Regions from separate parts of the Mus musculus genome. Here all the other regions are linked to region 2. The links are chromatin contacts, called in public HiChIP or PLAC-seq and promoter capture Hi-C maps. All regions are on one chromosome and are shown on one strand. Each heading gives the region's core, a stretch centred on a gene start, on an enhancer-like site or on the middle of the called end of the contact. The rest is flanking DNA. Distances are from core to core; before and after follow the strand shown.

Evidence for each region. Promoter capture Hi-C pulls out the DNA fragments that hold promoters and counts their contacts. HiChIP or PLAC-seq counts read pairs in DNA pulled down with a chosen protein or histone mark.
Region 1: an HNF4G HiChIP or PLAC-seq map of pancreatic cancer cells shows a contact between it and region 2. The contact joins the promoter of Zscan21 here to the promoter of Ache in region 2. A contact is called at or near these places in 2 of 39 promoter capture datasets (hippocampal neurons and pre-B cells) and 2 of 115 datasets of contacts at active chromatin or transcription factors (astrocytes and pancreatic cancer cells).
Region 3: an H3K4me3 HiChIP or PLAC-seq map of bone marrow-derived macrophages shows a contact between it and region 2, with 5 times the contacts expected there. The contact joins the promoter of Pilrb1 here to the promoter of Ache in region 2. A contact is called at or near these places in 2 of 115 datasets of contacts at active chromatin or transcription factors (bone marrow-derived macrophages and pancreatic cancer cells).
Region 4: a contact with region 2 is called in a promoter capture Hi-C map of liver, with 3 times the contacts expected there. The contact joins the promoter of Stag3 here to the promoter of Ache in region 2. A contact is called at or near these places in 2 of 39 promoter capture datasets (both in liver) and 1 of 115 datasets of contacts at active chromatin or transcription factors (bone marrow-derived macrophages).

What each region holds. Positions count from the first base shown.
Region 1 is chr5:138,115,385-138,118,616 of GRCm38.p6, reverse strand. Zscan21 (zinc finger and SCAN domain containing 21) reads right to left here and starts at 1,712. Exons shown (of 5, transcript NM_011757.3): 1 at 1,610-1,712; 2 at 697-781.
Region 2 is chr5:137,286,552-137,290,078 of GRCm38.p6, reverse strand. It overlaps Ache (acetylcholinesterase), which reads right to left and starts at 1,825. Exons shown (of 5, transcript NM_009599.4): 1 at 1,712-1,825; 2 at 1-67. The coding sequence starts at 45. It overlaps Gm42456 (a long non-coding RNA gene), which reads left to right and starts at 1,435. Exons shown (of 4, transcript XR_003955815.1): 1 at 1,435-1,514.
Region 3 is chr5:137,856,238-137,859,578 of GRCm38.p6, reverse strand. It overlaps Pilrb1 (paired immunoglobin-like type 2 receptor beta 1), which reads left to right and starts at 1,530. Exons shown (of 5, transcript NM_133209.2): 1 at 1,530-1,719; 2 at 2,037-2,423. The coding sequence starts at 1,635. Gm36551 (a long non-coding RNA gene) reads right to left here and starts at 3,042. Exons shown (of 4, transcript XR_001784998.2): 1 at 2,433-3,042; 2 at 2,085-2,181.
Region 4 is chr5:138,278,645-138,281,837 of GRCm38.p6, reverse strand. Stag3 (stromal antigen 3) reads right to left here and starts at 1,329. Exons shown (of 34, transcript NM_016964.2): 1 at 1,184-1,329. Gpc2 (glypican 2 (cerebroglycan)) reads left to right here and starts at 1,901. Exons shown (of 10, transcript NM_172412.2): 1 at 1,901-2,189; 2 at 2,841-2,999. The coding sequence starts at 2,024.

The sequences.
Region 1 (3,232 bases), core at 463-2,962, 830 kb before region 2:
AAGGTAGAGGCAGGAGGATCTCTGAGTTAGAAGCCAGCATAGTCAACAGAGTTCCAGGACAGACAGGGCAACACAAAGAAACCCTGTTTTGAAAAATAACAAAAAAGCAAAACCAAAGCTATCTAAAGGTTGTTTTGTTTTGTTTTTAAAGATTCATGTATTATTTTATGTCTAAGAGTACACTGTTGCTGTTTTCAGACACACCAGAAGAGGGCATAAGATCACATTACAAATGGCCATGAGCCACCAAGTGGTTGCTGGGATTTGAACTCAGGACCTCTGGAAGAGCAGCCAGTAGTGCTCTTAACCACTGAGCCATCTCTCCAGCCCCTATCTAAAGGTTTAACTCAACTGACAAGATGGCTCAGTGGGTAACAAATGCAACCGACCTGCTGCCTGTTTTGAGACTGGTGTCCATGTAATGGAAGGGAAGCAGTCAACTATGCCAACTATCCTTTGACTCACACACACACACACACACACAGAGTAAAAAAATAAAAACCTAACTCTCGAAGTCTAGCAGCAGGCTTTTGGTCACTTCCCAATTTTTCCCTCCTTTATGCGAATTCTACAGTTTATAAGTCCCCCCCCCACACACACACACTCCCTTAATCAGCCTCAAATTCATTCTGTGCAAGACGAAGTGTAAACAAATCAAACTATCACAGATTGCATCAAATGAACAGCAATTATTACCTTGTAGTAGATAATGCCCTTAAGACACTCTGCACTTGGAAACTCCAAGCTGAAGTCGTGGTGGTGCATACCTGTAATTACAGCACTGAAGAGAACAGAGACAGGAGGATCACCAATTATACACCAGTGTAGGCCATACAGTAAGACCCCGTCTCAAACCGAGCAAACTAATTTTCAAAAAGCTTCCAGGCAGGCCAATAATTCTGAAGAGCATAACTACTGGGCAGATCTAGTAGCTCAGAGTGAGCCAAATTCTGCATCATTTCAATAGCCCTGAACCAATACTCAGTCTCTCTTCAGAAGCCTTCCACCACTTGAAAAACAATTTTCCTGTATTGATTTTGTTGTTGTTGTTCACAATTCTTTAAGTGTCCCCTTTCAACAGATTTCCAACTATGTCAGCCACCAAATAAATCAATCACCTTTCTATCCTATACGCGTTTTACAAACGATCGTCTAAAAATCTTTCCAGACTTGAGCAAATCCTTGTCCAGTGCGCACAAAGCCCACCGGGACCAATTCCCCGCCTGGACTGGACAAGACTCAAGACTGAGGAGATTCGGGTTTTCAGAGGTTTCTACACTTGGGCTTATTCTTAACAATTAGTTCTGAGTTTAGATCTCAGGGCTCTTGCTGGGGAAGAAAGAGGGCAGTTTCCGTCAGGTAACAGACAATAACGGAGAGACTAGAAATGCGATTCCGGAAGCAAAAGAATCAGGGTTTTGTTCCAGGGAGCCCTCGGGGGTGGAAAAGCCTTTCCTTAGAGCGGGCGCCGACGACGGCTGGGCGGGGCGCTCCTCCTCAATCTCCCAGAACCACCATGGAGGAACTCCCCGAACCAGAACCACAGTCGCTAAACCCGTCCCACCCTCTCGAAATCTTTTGGCCAACGCTCCCCGACCGCTAGGCTAACCTGGGACTCGCAGGCTCACCGTGACTCAGAACCGCTTTGGAGTCTGGAATCCTCACAGCGGCTGAACGACAGCACCACCGGAAGCGCGTCAGAGCCCCGCCCCTCTGGAGGGGGAGCAGCCGCCCCTCTAGGAATCCGAGCGTTGTCGGTATCCTGTTTCACCGGAGGCTGCGACTGTCCTGGTTGTGATCTGTTTCTCCCCCTATTTCTTTTTTTATTCTCATTCTCTCTTCCTACCCCCTCCCTTTTCTTTCTTTCGTTCATTCTTTTTTTGAGGGTGGGTGGTTTTTGGAGGGTTATGCGGCCCTGGCTGCCCTGAAACTCACTCAATAGACCAGGCTGGCCTCGAACTCAGGGATTTACTTGCCTCTGCCTCTCGAGTGCTGGGATTAAAAGCATGAGCCACCACTGCCTTGTTTTTGAGACAAACATGTCATTAGCCCTAGCTAGCCTGGAACTCTATGTATACCAGGCTGACCTCGAACTCTATAAACGATCCACTTGCCTCTAGATCAGTGAGTGAGTAAAGAGCTCATGCGTGAGGACCTACATTTGGATTTCCAGCACCACATAAAAAGACTATGGTACATCACATGCCTGTAATCCGAGTGCTGGGAGGACCCCTGCAGTCTGTTGTCTGGGCAGCCTAGCTCCAGATCAGTGACACCTTGTCTCAAAAACAAGGTAGAGAAGCAATTGAAGAAGACAGCTAACATTAACCTCTGGCCTTCACATGTTTGCAAACACACTGTGTACATGAGCACTGTAACAGTTAGGGTTCTCTAGAGTCACAGAACTAAGGGAATGTCTGTCTATACTGAGTGAATTTATTGTGATAACTTACAGTCTGTACCCCAGCAATGGTCCAAGAATCTAGTAGTTGCTCAGTCCCACGAAGCTAGGTGTTCCAGCTGGTCGTCTGTAGAAGTAGATTCCAACAGATGTGCTGGCAAGTAAGTGCAAGCAGCCGAAGAAGAGGGACTCTTCCTTCTTCCAATGTCCTTAAGCAAATCTCTAGCAGAAGGTGTGGCCCAGATTAAGTGTGTACCACCATGCCTGGCTCTTAGAACTCAGAGATCTCTTTGCCTTAGTTTCCTGGGCCTAAGTTTTTCTTTTTTGTTGTTCTTGTTTTGTTTTGTTTTTGTTTGTTTGTTTGTTTTTTGTTTTTTCAAGACAGAGTTTTTCTGTGTATCCCTGGCTGTCCTGGAACTCACTCTGTAGACCAGGCTGGCCTCGAACTAAGAAATCCACCTGCCTCTGCCTCCCAAGTGCTGGGATTAAAGGCATGAGCCACCATGCCCGGCATGGACCTAAGTTTCTCATGGCCACTATGCCTCAAGATCTCCATGCCAAGATCCAGGTCAGAATCTTCTTCCAGCCTCAAGATCTGGATCACAGGTGGATTGTAGTTCATTCCAGATAGAGTCAAGTTGACAACCAGGAATAGCCATTACAATCAAAAACACAGAGAACAATCTGCCTGAGTTCTTGTTTATGTATGAAGAAAGCAGTGTCTTGGCAGATCAGATCCAGTGTGTACTAGAGTGTAAATTGATAGCAAAGCTGAGACAAGATTTTGATTCTCTATTTGTGTATGCTTGTTCTACCACTATAGATTTTTCT
Region 2 (3,527 bases), core at 576-3,075:
AAAAGCCAGGGAAGGTGTATGCAGGGGATACCAGGGAGGCCTCATGACTGCCAGGACAGGCTGGTGTCTGCTGGGAGAAAGAAAGGCAAAGGGTGAAGACAGCAGCTCAGTGGGAGATTAAGAAACAGTCTTGCCCAGGGCTTATCAAGGAGTTGCAGAGGAGGTGTGGCAGATTGGTAAGGGGAGGGGAGAAATGGAGTCAAGCTAGGAGACGCGACACAGGCAGACAAACACAAGATCAGACATACACACACCCATACCGCAACAAATGCAGCCAACTGAGATAAGCCTGGCTAATACATAGTCTCCCTTGCCCAGCAAGTTCCAAGGGCCTCCATACCTCTTTCCCCTGCAGCTTGAGCTAAGACCCCTAGTATACAGCACAGGGTTGGAAAGGCTTTGTATAGGCCCCAGGACAGGTGCAGGGGACCCTCATGGACGGACGGGTGTGGCCCCTTCGGGAGCTTGCAAGTTATAAGAAAGCACAGCCCAAGCCTCTCCTGGGTTAGCCAAAGCCTTCTGGGGAGTGGGTTGGGCATTCAAGGTATCGGGAGTCCCAGGTTCTGAAGGCATCTTGGAATCTTGTCCAGTCGACACCTTGCCCCACCCTGCTCCGCCTCTCTTCTTTCTGGTACGGCCGGTTGGTACCCGTTTGCTTTACATCAACCGCACCCCTCTCGCCTGACTCCAGCCAACTGTCTCACTCGCCCCTTGTGGGGCTCACCAGAACTCAAGCCCCTATTGCATCCCCATATTGCAATGCCCTCCACTGCCAACCGGGAGCAGTAGAGACCAAGAAGAGGCCAGAGCTCCCCGCCCGAGCCTTGGTGTGGGGGTATCTGGAGAATCGTGAGCATCGCAGAGGGGGTTGAAGGGCGAGCCAGGACGTCTGTGTTCCGGGAGCTCCGGAGATCCCCGTAGCAAAGGCAGGGGCGCTATTTTGGGGGCAACAGCTGCTGTAGTTCCGGCGTCTCCAGCCAAGAGATCAAAATTCCCCGGGTCGGAACTACCCCCTCCGGGTGTTCACCCATCACCCAGCCAGTTCTGGTCGCCTGGATCTGGGGATAGTGGCGTTGTTGGAGATTAACCAGGAAACCCGAGTGGGGCTAATTATAACTCGGGGCTTCCGCTGAGCCTCCTTTTAGAGGGAGGGTGGGAGGGTGAGAGGGAGGGAGGGAGGGAGGGAGGGAAAGAGAGAGACAGAGACACATAGAGAGAGACAGAGTCAGAGAGAGAGAGAGAGAGAGAGAGAGAGAGAGAGAGAGAGAGAGAGAGCGCAGGAGGGGTCCTGGAGCTGGCAAGGGGCTCAGCTGGGTAGGGACGTTGGGGTCGCGGCCCTCGGGATGGGGGGTGGTGCATTCGGGATGTCAGTAACCTGCGCAGTTTGGGCTCCGCCCCAAACAGGGGGCGTCTTCCAGTGTCCCCAGACTTTGAAGAGAGTGGGGAAGGGGCCTTCAGGGGGTCCCTGCAGGAAGGGAGCGCAGAGGCAGCGGCCGGCCCAGCGAGCATCATCAGTAAGTATGCAGCGGCTAGCGGGAGTTTCAGAGGAGTGCGAGGCAGTGGAGGGGCCCCTCTAGGCAGGCCCCACGGGGCAGGAGGTGCAGTAGGAGCTCTGTTGGGGGGCTTCGATCGTTCCAGGATCGCACGTTTCCCCCGGGATGCGGATTGGTCCCGACTCGGTGGAGGGTCCTGGGTGGGTTGGGAGACTCACCTGAGGCGGCCAAGCCGGGCCGGGTCGGGCCGCGCCGGGAGCTGGAGGCGGCCAATGTTCCCCGGCGCAGGCTGAGCCGACAGTGACAGCCGCCTCCGGCCCCCCGCACACACCCCTCCGGGCCGCACGGCGCCCCCGCCCGCCCACTGTCTCCGCCCCCGCCCCTCCCCGCTCCCCCGGGCTGCCACCTCCCCTCCTCCCTCCCTTCAAGCCCCGAGACCCCGGGGAGCGGGAGCCCAGACACACTCCAGTGGTAGATTCAGACAGACCGACAGACCCGCAGACCCGCAGCGGCGGGGCAGACACCCACGTGACAGACGGACCGCAGCCTGCGGAGACACCAGACACCGTTCACGCAGGCGACAGTCTCCTGCGGTGACAAGTCACAGACAGACCGGTCGCCTTTCACGGACGGAAGGACACACTGACAGCTCTAATCCAGAAAGATCAGAGGCCTAATATTTGGCATCTGTAACCAGGACAAAGCTTGGGGCAGGGTAATAAGAGAAGAGACACGAGAAAGCCTGACTGAGGACCCCCTTCAGCTGACACTGGTAGAAAAGATGACGTGGGACATCTCTGTGGAGACGAAAGAACACCTGTAGGAACAAATAACAGAAACACAGGCTCTCCCTTATAGGAAAAGACCCCTGTGGGCAAGAAGAGGTGACACGGGGACAGCTGAGAAGCCAGACCACATAGTGGCAAGCAGAAGGCTGTGGGGAGATGCTACAATGCACTCTGCTGCAGCTCTGGAAACTTCCGGAACCCCCGAGGGTGGGCTTGAGCTAATTCCCCTGACCGGTGACCTCCGGCTGTCATCACAAGGGTCCGGCTGGTCCATGACATCACCGGGCCAAGCTTTCATTGGTTGTTGTGGCTAGCAGGTGGGAGCGGCCTACACTTGGAGCCCCCAGCCTGTTTGGGAGTCCCTTAGACCACACGCCCAGCCTTCTAGGGAGTCTCCCACCTAGCTGCACCTTAGTGACTGTGGGAAGTGTGCAGTTTTGTGCCCACGCGAGATCACTACATGAAAGAGACAACTGGCTCACGGGGTGGGTGGGGGCATCTGGCTCTGGAGCCTGCGGGCCGCTGCTGCGTGGGCGACTGGCCTGCACGCGAGAGCGTGGGGACGTGCGTGCGCGCACGCGATATGGGGCGCTGCGTGGATCTATGGGGGGTAGGGGGACACGTGCACGCATGCTCGCTGTGGACGCCGGGAGCTTTCCCTCGAGCCCCAGACACTCATCACTCATCAGTCACTTCCTCCGAGCAAGGGGCAAAGGCGCGCTGTCTTGCAAAAGGCTGGTCCCCAGAAGATACCAGCGCAGAGTCCAACCTCTCCCAGATATGCGATTTTCATCTCTCCAAACTGCGACATCCCCCCCGCCCCCCCCCCCCGCCCTCCAACCCTCCTGTCCCTGGAGAACCTGGCCACTGCATGCCGGGAAACTCATCTGCAGTCCAGCTCACTCGCGACGGGTCCGTGCTGACTATCGCCAGGTGGCGCCAGAGGCTGTCATTCGGACCTTGAGGACTGGGGTGGGACCAACCCTTGATTGTCTCTTTCCTGGTGTCTCTGGAAAGAGGAACAGACAGGGTGTGTGTTACTGTTGCTGTGGGAGAGAAAGAGTCTGACGCCGCTTCTGAGCATGGTAACGCCAGATTATTAAAACCGTGAAGGGAAATGAGGGAATGAGTGAGGCCAGTCCTGCCCAGTCTTGAAGCTCAGCGCCTTTAGCCTATAAACAGGGTCCAGTTAGTGACAGTATCTTGTTCCTTATCCAGTTGTTCCAAAAACAGGTGATGCTGGGCA
Region 3 (3,341 bases), core at 281-2,780, 570 kb before region 2:
CTCTAGTCCTTCGTGGTCATCTCTGGCTATATAACAAGTTTTAGGACCACTTTGGGCTTCTTGAGATAGAATTTAAACACACACACACACACACACACACACATCCCTAGTCCCTGATCTGACTAACCTTCCATCTGGAGCCAACTCACCCATAGGCTCTATGCCTCAGTGTCTCCAAGGGTACTATGAATACAGATAAAAACAAACTGTCAGGACCTGACTGTTTGTGTCTGGATCAGAACAAGGGATCTGAGGACCATGGGGACTGTGAAGGGAGTCAGAGAGCAGACATGAGAGAGGGCAGGCTGCAAAGCCAGCTGCAGGGAAGCAGGAACAAGGCGATCAATGCCAGGGAACCTAAGGAAATGGGAAGAGGCCTCTGCACATGTCACTCAGGGAGATTGATGCCACTTCCTCTGACACCATGTGTGTTTGTGCCCTTCAGGGAGCTCATGGCATCATGTCTTGGGGAAGGGCAGGATGAACCTCTTTAGAATCTGCCCTGAGGTCACCACAGCCTCTGCCCCAACCTTTCATATCTCTACCCAAGTCACAGGCCAGCTGTGTCCACTGTCAGCCATGTCCCAGGCCTTACATCATGAATGACACATGGCTGCTCAGAGCTGTGTTTGCCCACTTAGTCCAAAGAAGTTTCTAGTGTGGCCATAAATAGAGGGAGTCACTCAAGAGCTTTGTGGAAGGAGCCTCCTCAGAGGCTGTACTGAGCAGGCAGACTGAAGTCTCTGTGTGAAATGGAAGACTCCAAGAACTCAATGTGACTAAAGTCCAGTCAATGAGCCATGTGGCTGTCATGTGACAAGTGCCTTGACTTCTCTGATCCTTGTTATCCTCTCCTGAGTAAGTGTTATGGTAGGAGGAGGAGAGGCAGAAATGCTCCTTTAGAAACTGGAGTAGCTTTAGAGTCACTGTCCAAGAAACCCAGGGAAGTTGGAGGCTCTGCCACAGAGATCAGGGCAAGCCTTGATTCTGCCTGTGCACTGGGAAGGCTCCCTGAAAGGCAAGAAAGAGCAAGTTGCGATGTGGACAGAGAGGGGGAAGGAAGAGCAGGGTAGGGAGGTTACTGTGCTAGGGCCTGGGACTTACTGTGTTTCCTAATTACACCTTCCTCATTGTGTCTGAGGTGATTTAGAAACTGACAACTTCATTAGGTGAGATAATTAGAGAGAAATGTGACAACCAGCATGGTGGGAGACATAATGAGAAAGAGATTGAGTAGGGGGAAGGAAAGAATAGAAGAAAAATAGAGGAAGGGAAACAGAGATTACAAGCCACTTAGGAAATGGAAAACAGTAGATAAGATAGAAGATGAAGGTGGAAGAGAGGAGAACCCTGCCTCCTGAGGACAAGGCCTTGTCTCCAAGCCAACAATGGGGGCTGGGCCAAAGTCCAGTTATGTTGTCAGTGACCACAGGGCGGATCTTCTGCAACATGGGAAAAGAAGAAGCCAGATCAATAAAGGAAGTTGCTGGCCACAAGGAGGTGGAGATGGAGAGGTCCTGCCCCAACTCAGTCCTCCACATGTGAATGCCTGGGGATCTGTTTCACTTTACCCTGGTTCTCTCTGGACTCCTGAGCACCCCAGTGTCCCTAGACAGAGCATCCTTGCCTTCCTGATGGCTTTGCTGATCTCGCTTCCTGGAGGGACTCCAGCCATGGCTCAGGTCCTGCTTCTGCTCTCATCAGGCTGTCTGCATGCTGGTGAGTGGTAGTGACCTCACTAGCAGGGACTTAACCTCAGGAGGGGACAGTGGGGCTGGGAAGAGTAGGGAGTCATGTGTACAGGTGTCTGCTAGAGGAGCCAGCCAGGACCCTCTGCCCCAAGAGTCTGTTAACATTGCAGAGGGAGCCCAACCCAACCCTTCACTCTCTTTCCTGTCCCACTAGCGTTAGGGACAGTCCTGCCTTGTGTCTCAGCCCTGCCTGTGCAAGAAGTCTCAGAATGTTCTGTGTTGTCCTTTCTATGTTTCCTGTCACTGTCCCCTGCAGTGGCTTCAGAGTCTCCCCATCCTTCCCAGGAAATTCAGAAAGATACAACAGAAAAAATGGCTTTGGGGTCAACCAACCTGAACGCTGCTCTGGAGTCCAGGGTGGCTCCATCGACATCCCCTTCTCCTTCTATTTCCCCTGGAAGTTGGCCAAGGATCCACAGATGAGCATAGCCTGGAAATGGAAGGATTTCCATGGGGAAGTCATCTACAACTCCTCCCTGCCTTTCATACATGAGCACTTCAAGGGCCGGCTCATCCTGAACTGGACACAGGGTCAGACATCTGGAGTCCTCAGAATCCTGAACTTGAAGGAGTCTGACCAAGCCCAGTACTTTAGTCGAGTTAATCTGCAGTCGACAGAAGGCATGAAGTTGTGGCAGTCAATTCCTGGAACCCAACTCAACGTGACCCAAGGTGAGTCACCTTGGCTCGGGCTTTGATGTCTGTGGCTTCCTTGTCCTGTGCCTGTCACCTCAGGCTTCACAACTCTGAGCTTCCTTTCATATTCATTTCCCTTGGCACTGCCCATACCTCTGCCAACAGCACTTCCCTTGTGGTTGTGACTAGCCTTCTCTGCTACCTCTGCTATGGTCTTGTCATTCTCTGCAGACACAGAACCACACCTGACTCTAAGCTTTAGCATCTGTCCTTCCCTCCTGCTCACTCCCTTATTGTTCGAAATCTGACTACTCTCCTGCCAGCTTTCACACATGACTTCAAGCTGAATAAACTTCTCCAGAATGTAGCTGACTCTCTTGGCCCTACATAAGGACTCCAATTGATCCCTCTATGCAGCATCTCCACACAGCTCCAACCTCAGCTCAGAAAACATGCAAGAACATATAGTGGGGACCATTGCATGTTCTGGGGTCCTCAGGTATACTGATAACTGCCACATGTCACCACAGTCCTTCACTTCCCCTCATAGCTCCCCAGGACACATCTGTCTTCTCTCCTCAGGATCTTCAGCCATTAGAAAATGAAAAAGAACATTTCCCTATTTTCAGGATGTGGCTGCTCTGTCTTCTGATCCCTCCAGCCCCTCTGATGCAGAAGCAACTGAAGTCCCCTAGACTGGGAGCCGTGAGGCCCAGGGTGGTCACTGTGTGTTCCTGCACATGGCCCTACAGGAGCAGGGAATCTGTGTTGCTGCATTGTTTCTTATGATCTTGCTCTATGGCTCCCTATTTTTCTTTTAACATACCTGCTTCTTTCTTTTTTCCTTCTTCCTTTCCTTCTTTCTTTCTTTCTTTCTTTCTTTCCTTTTTCTTCCTTTCTTTCCTTATTTTATGTCAGGACCTCAGCATGTAGCCCTCCTGTCTTAATACTGAC
Region 4 (3,193 bases), core at 80-2,579, 990 kb before region 2:
CTACTACTATATCCCTCTATAGACCATCATCTTTCTCTCCCAGAATGTGGTCTCAGTACTATGGGATAGAGCACCAAAACCAATAGTCAACCTAACCACATCGAGGTATTATGGTCACTACTGCTATAAGGGCTTGCAAACAGAAACCTGAAACTAGGAGTGATGCTGTAGGCTTGTAATTGCAGCTACCTGGGAGGCTAAGGCAGGTTGCTCATCAAATTCAAAGTCAGCCTGGAACTCCAGAGTAGCCTGTAGCCTGAGCAACTTAGTGAGACCTTATTCAAAATAAACAGTAAAAAAGAGGCCTGGGGGTTATAGCTGAGCAGTAGATGTTCCAAGACTCTGGGCAGCACCCAACTTTCAGTATGGCTAAATAAATTAAGGCCACAGGACCTGGGTCCAATCTTCAGTATAGGTAAATTAATTAAAATAAATAAATAAATAACACCAGAGGATCTGGGGCCAATCTTCAGTATAGGTAAATTAATTTAATAAGGCCAGAGGATCTGGGGCCAATCTTCAATATAGGTAAACAAACAAGGCCAGAGGGTTTACACAGAGCAGTTTCTGAGCAGCTTCTGGCACAAATCCCTCTTAGAGGAATCAGAGAGGGGTACACTGGCTGAGGCTCAGCTGCTAAAACCGAACCAGCAAAGCACCTCAGATTTCCATTTCTGAAACTCATTGTCTGACTCTACAGGAAATGGGAGGCTATTCGTGATCCGGAAGCAGAGGTGTCATTTGAGTTAAGCCACAAACATTCCAACGAGTAAAGCGCGTTCTCTACTTCCAGAAAGCGCGCTGCATAAGGTTGACCCCAAGCTTATTTGGGCTGTGGGGGAGGAGGGAGCAGGGTGTCTTCCGTTTATGAGGCTGCTTATCTCTCTGAATCAGAAGATGGGGTTTCCGGGCCCGGCGTGGTGGCGCACGCCTTTAATCCCAGCACTCGGGAGGCAGAGGCAGGTGGATTTCTGAGTTTGAGGCCAGCCTGGTCTACAGAGTGAGTTCCAGGACAGCCAGGGCTACACAGAGAAACCCTGTCTCGAAAAAAAAAAAAAGGGTTTCCGGCCTCCATAGCGGACACGAGACAGAGCTACAGACCTCAGTGGAGACAGGGGGTTGGAACGCTGCCTATTTATGGGTCCAAAGGGGCAACCTCACAGTTTGAACTTGGAAGAATGACCTTTAGATGAACACGGCTGAAGAAAGGTCACCACCTCAGAGGTCCTTTCAGGTCTCAGTGGACATCCCACCTCGGTCGCGAGACGCCCGCCGCAGCTGCTCTTCTTCCTCTGGTGGCGGGCGGTTAAGCCTTAGAAAAAAACGCGGGAAGGCACGGGATAAGCCGTGCGCAGGCGCGAGATTAACTGGTCTTCGCGCGGCTGAGAAGTGTCGCGAGACTTGGCGCAGCGCGAGCTCGTGCTAACCACGTTCCTGCCTCTCAGCGCGCTTGGCTTCGAGCAGCCGCCAGGCATGTAGCTGTGCAGTCCTGTCACGTGGGCTCCAGCGCGTGCGGAGTCGCTCCATCCTGGTCACGCCTCCTTTACTCCTATGTCCCCTTCCATTGGCTGAGCGTTTGCTGCTGCCTTCAGTCCGGCTCTTCAATTGCAATTGGCTCAGTTTCACCCAAACCCCGCCTTTCGAGCAAAATACCACGCCCCTTCTCAAGACCACAACCCCTACCCCTGCCAGCCTCCGCCGTGCGGGCCGTGTTCCGCCCCTGCCGAGTTGCCGTTCCACATTGGCTTCACGGCTACCCTGTCCCCGCCCCTGGGGCCGGCTTCTTCTTATCATTGGCGGGCTACCGCTTCGGGCCCCGCCCCCTGTCCCGCTCCCCGGCTCCCATTGTCTCCGCAGATGCCTCCTGGTCCTGCTACGGTGCTGGGGTTGTTCAGTTTTAGGGGACACGCTCCTATTCTTTTCTTCGAGACGTCCCGCGGCCGAGAACGGGGTTCTAGAGTTCCGCGGACTCTTCTTTCCTCCTTAGGACCCACTTTGCCCCGTCCCAGGGAGGAGAGCACCTATGTCTGCGCTGCGACCTCTCCTGCTTTTGCTGCTCCATCTGTGTCCGGGTCTAGGGCCGGGACATGGGAGTGAGGCAAAGGTCGTCCGGAGTTGTGCAGAGACTCGGCAGGTGCTGGGGGCCCGGGGATATAGCTTAAACCTAATCCCTCCCTCCCTCATCTCAGGTGAGAAGAAAGAGGGAAGAGTCGGGGTGGGAAGGGGCGGGGACGGGTCCTCCCCATCTCACAATAACTCTTTCCTTTCAGTGACCATTATGATGATTGTTTCATCTGTTGAGCATCTTTCTTCTCCAGTAACTTCCTTCCCGGGATCACAATAAACCTGCTGCTCATATAATAACTCTCATTCAGTCCCCACCCAAGGAATTCCCTTCTCTGTAATTAGCACACCCGTTAGTGTCTTTCTAACAGCCAGAAATCGCCTTGCAATTCCTGTGAGCTTCTATGACAATACTTTCTTGCTTACCAAGTAGCCCCACCCCTACAAATCCCGTTCTTCATTCCATAGTTGTCCCATAAGTCCCTGGAGGAGTGGGTTGTGCAGTGTTGGGGAGGGTTACCTGAAGACCCTCTGGTCACTAATATGGCCCTCAAAGCAGCTGTTCAATAGATGATCCCATTACAAATAGGAGTGAAGCTGAGATGGGTGAGGGACAATAAAAGAGGGTTCAGGTAGGGCTGAAGGGGCAAACAAAGGAAAAAGCAACCGGGCAGGTGGAAGACAAAAATCAGCCCCCAGAGATAGGCGAGGGATGAAAGGAGATTCCTAATATCCCTTCTTGCCATCCAGTCCTCCTCCCTGTCTCCTCTGCGCAGGTGAGCACCTTCAAGTCTGTCCTCAGGAGTACACCTGCTGTTCCAGTGAGACAGAGCAGAAGTTGATCAGGGATGCTGAAGTCACATTCCGTGGCCTGGTAGAGGACAGTGGCTCTTTCCTGATTCACACACTGGCTGCCCGGCATAGAAAGTTTAATGGTGAGGACCTTTGGGGGGTTCCCAGATGTGCTTCACACCTCTTTGTGTTTATGCACCCCGTTTCCTATTCCCACCTCCTGCAGTCATAGCTAGGCCACCACCACCCACCCCAGAATCCCCTGCTTATTTCCCATCCCCACTCCACATTCTCTACAGGACCCTGCCCTTCCTTGTTCCTAGTCTGCCAGCTTACT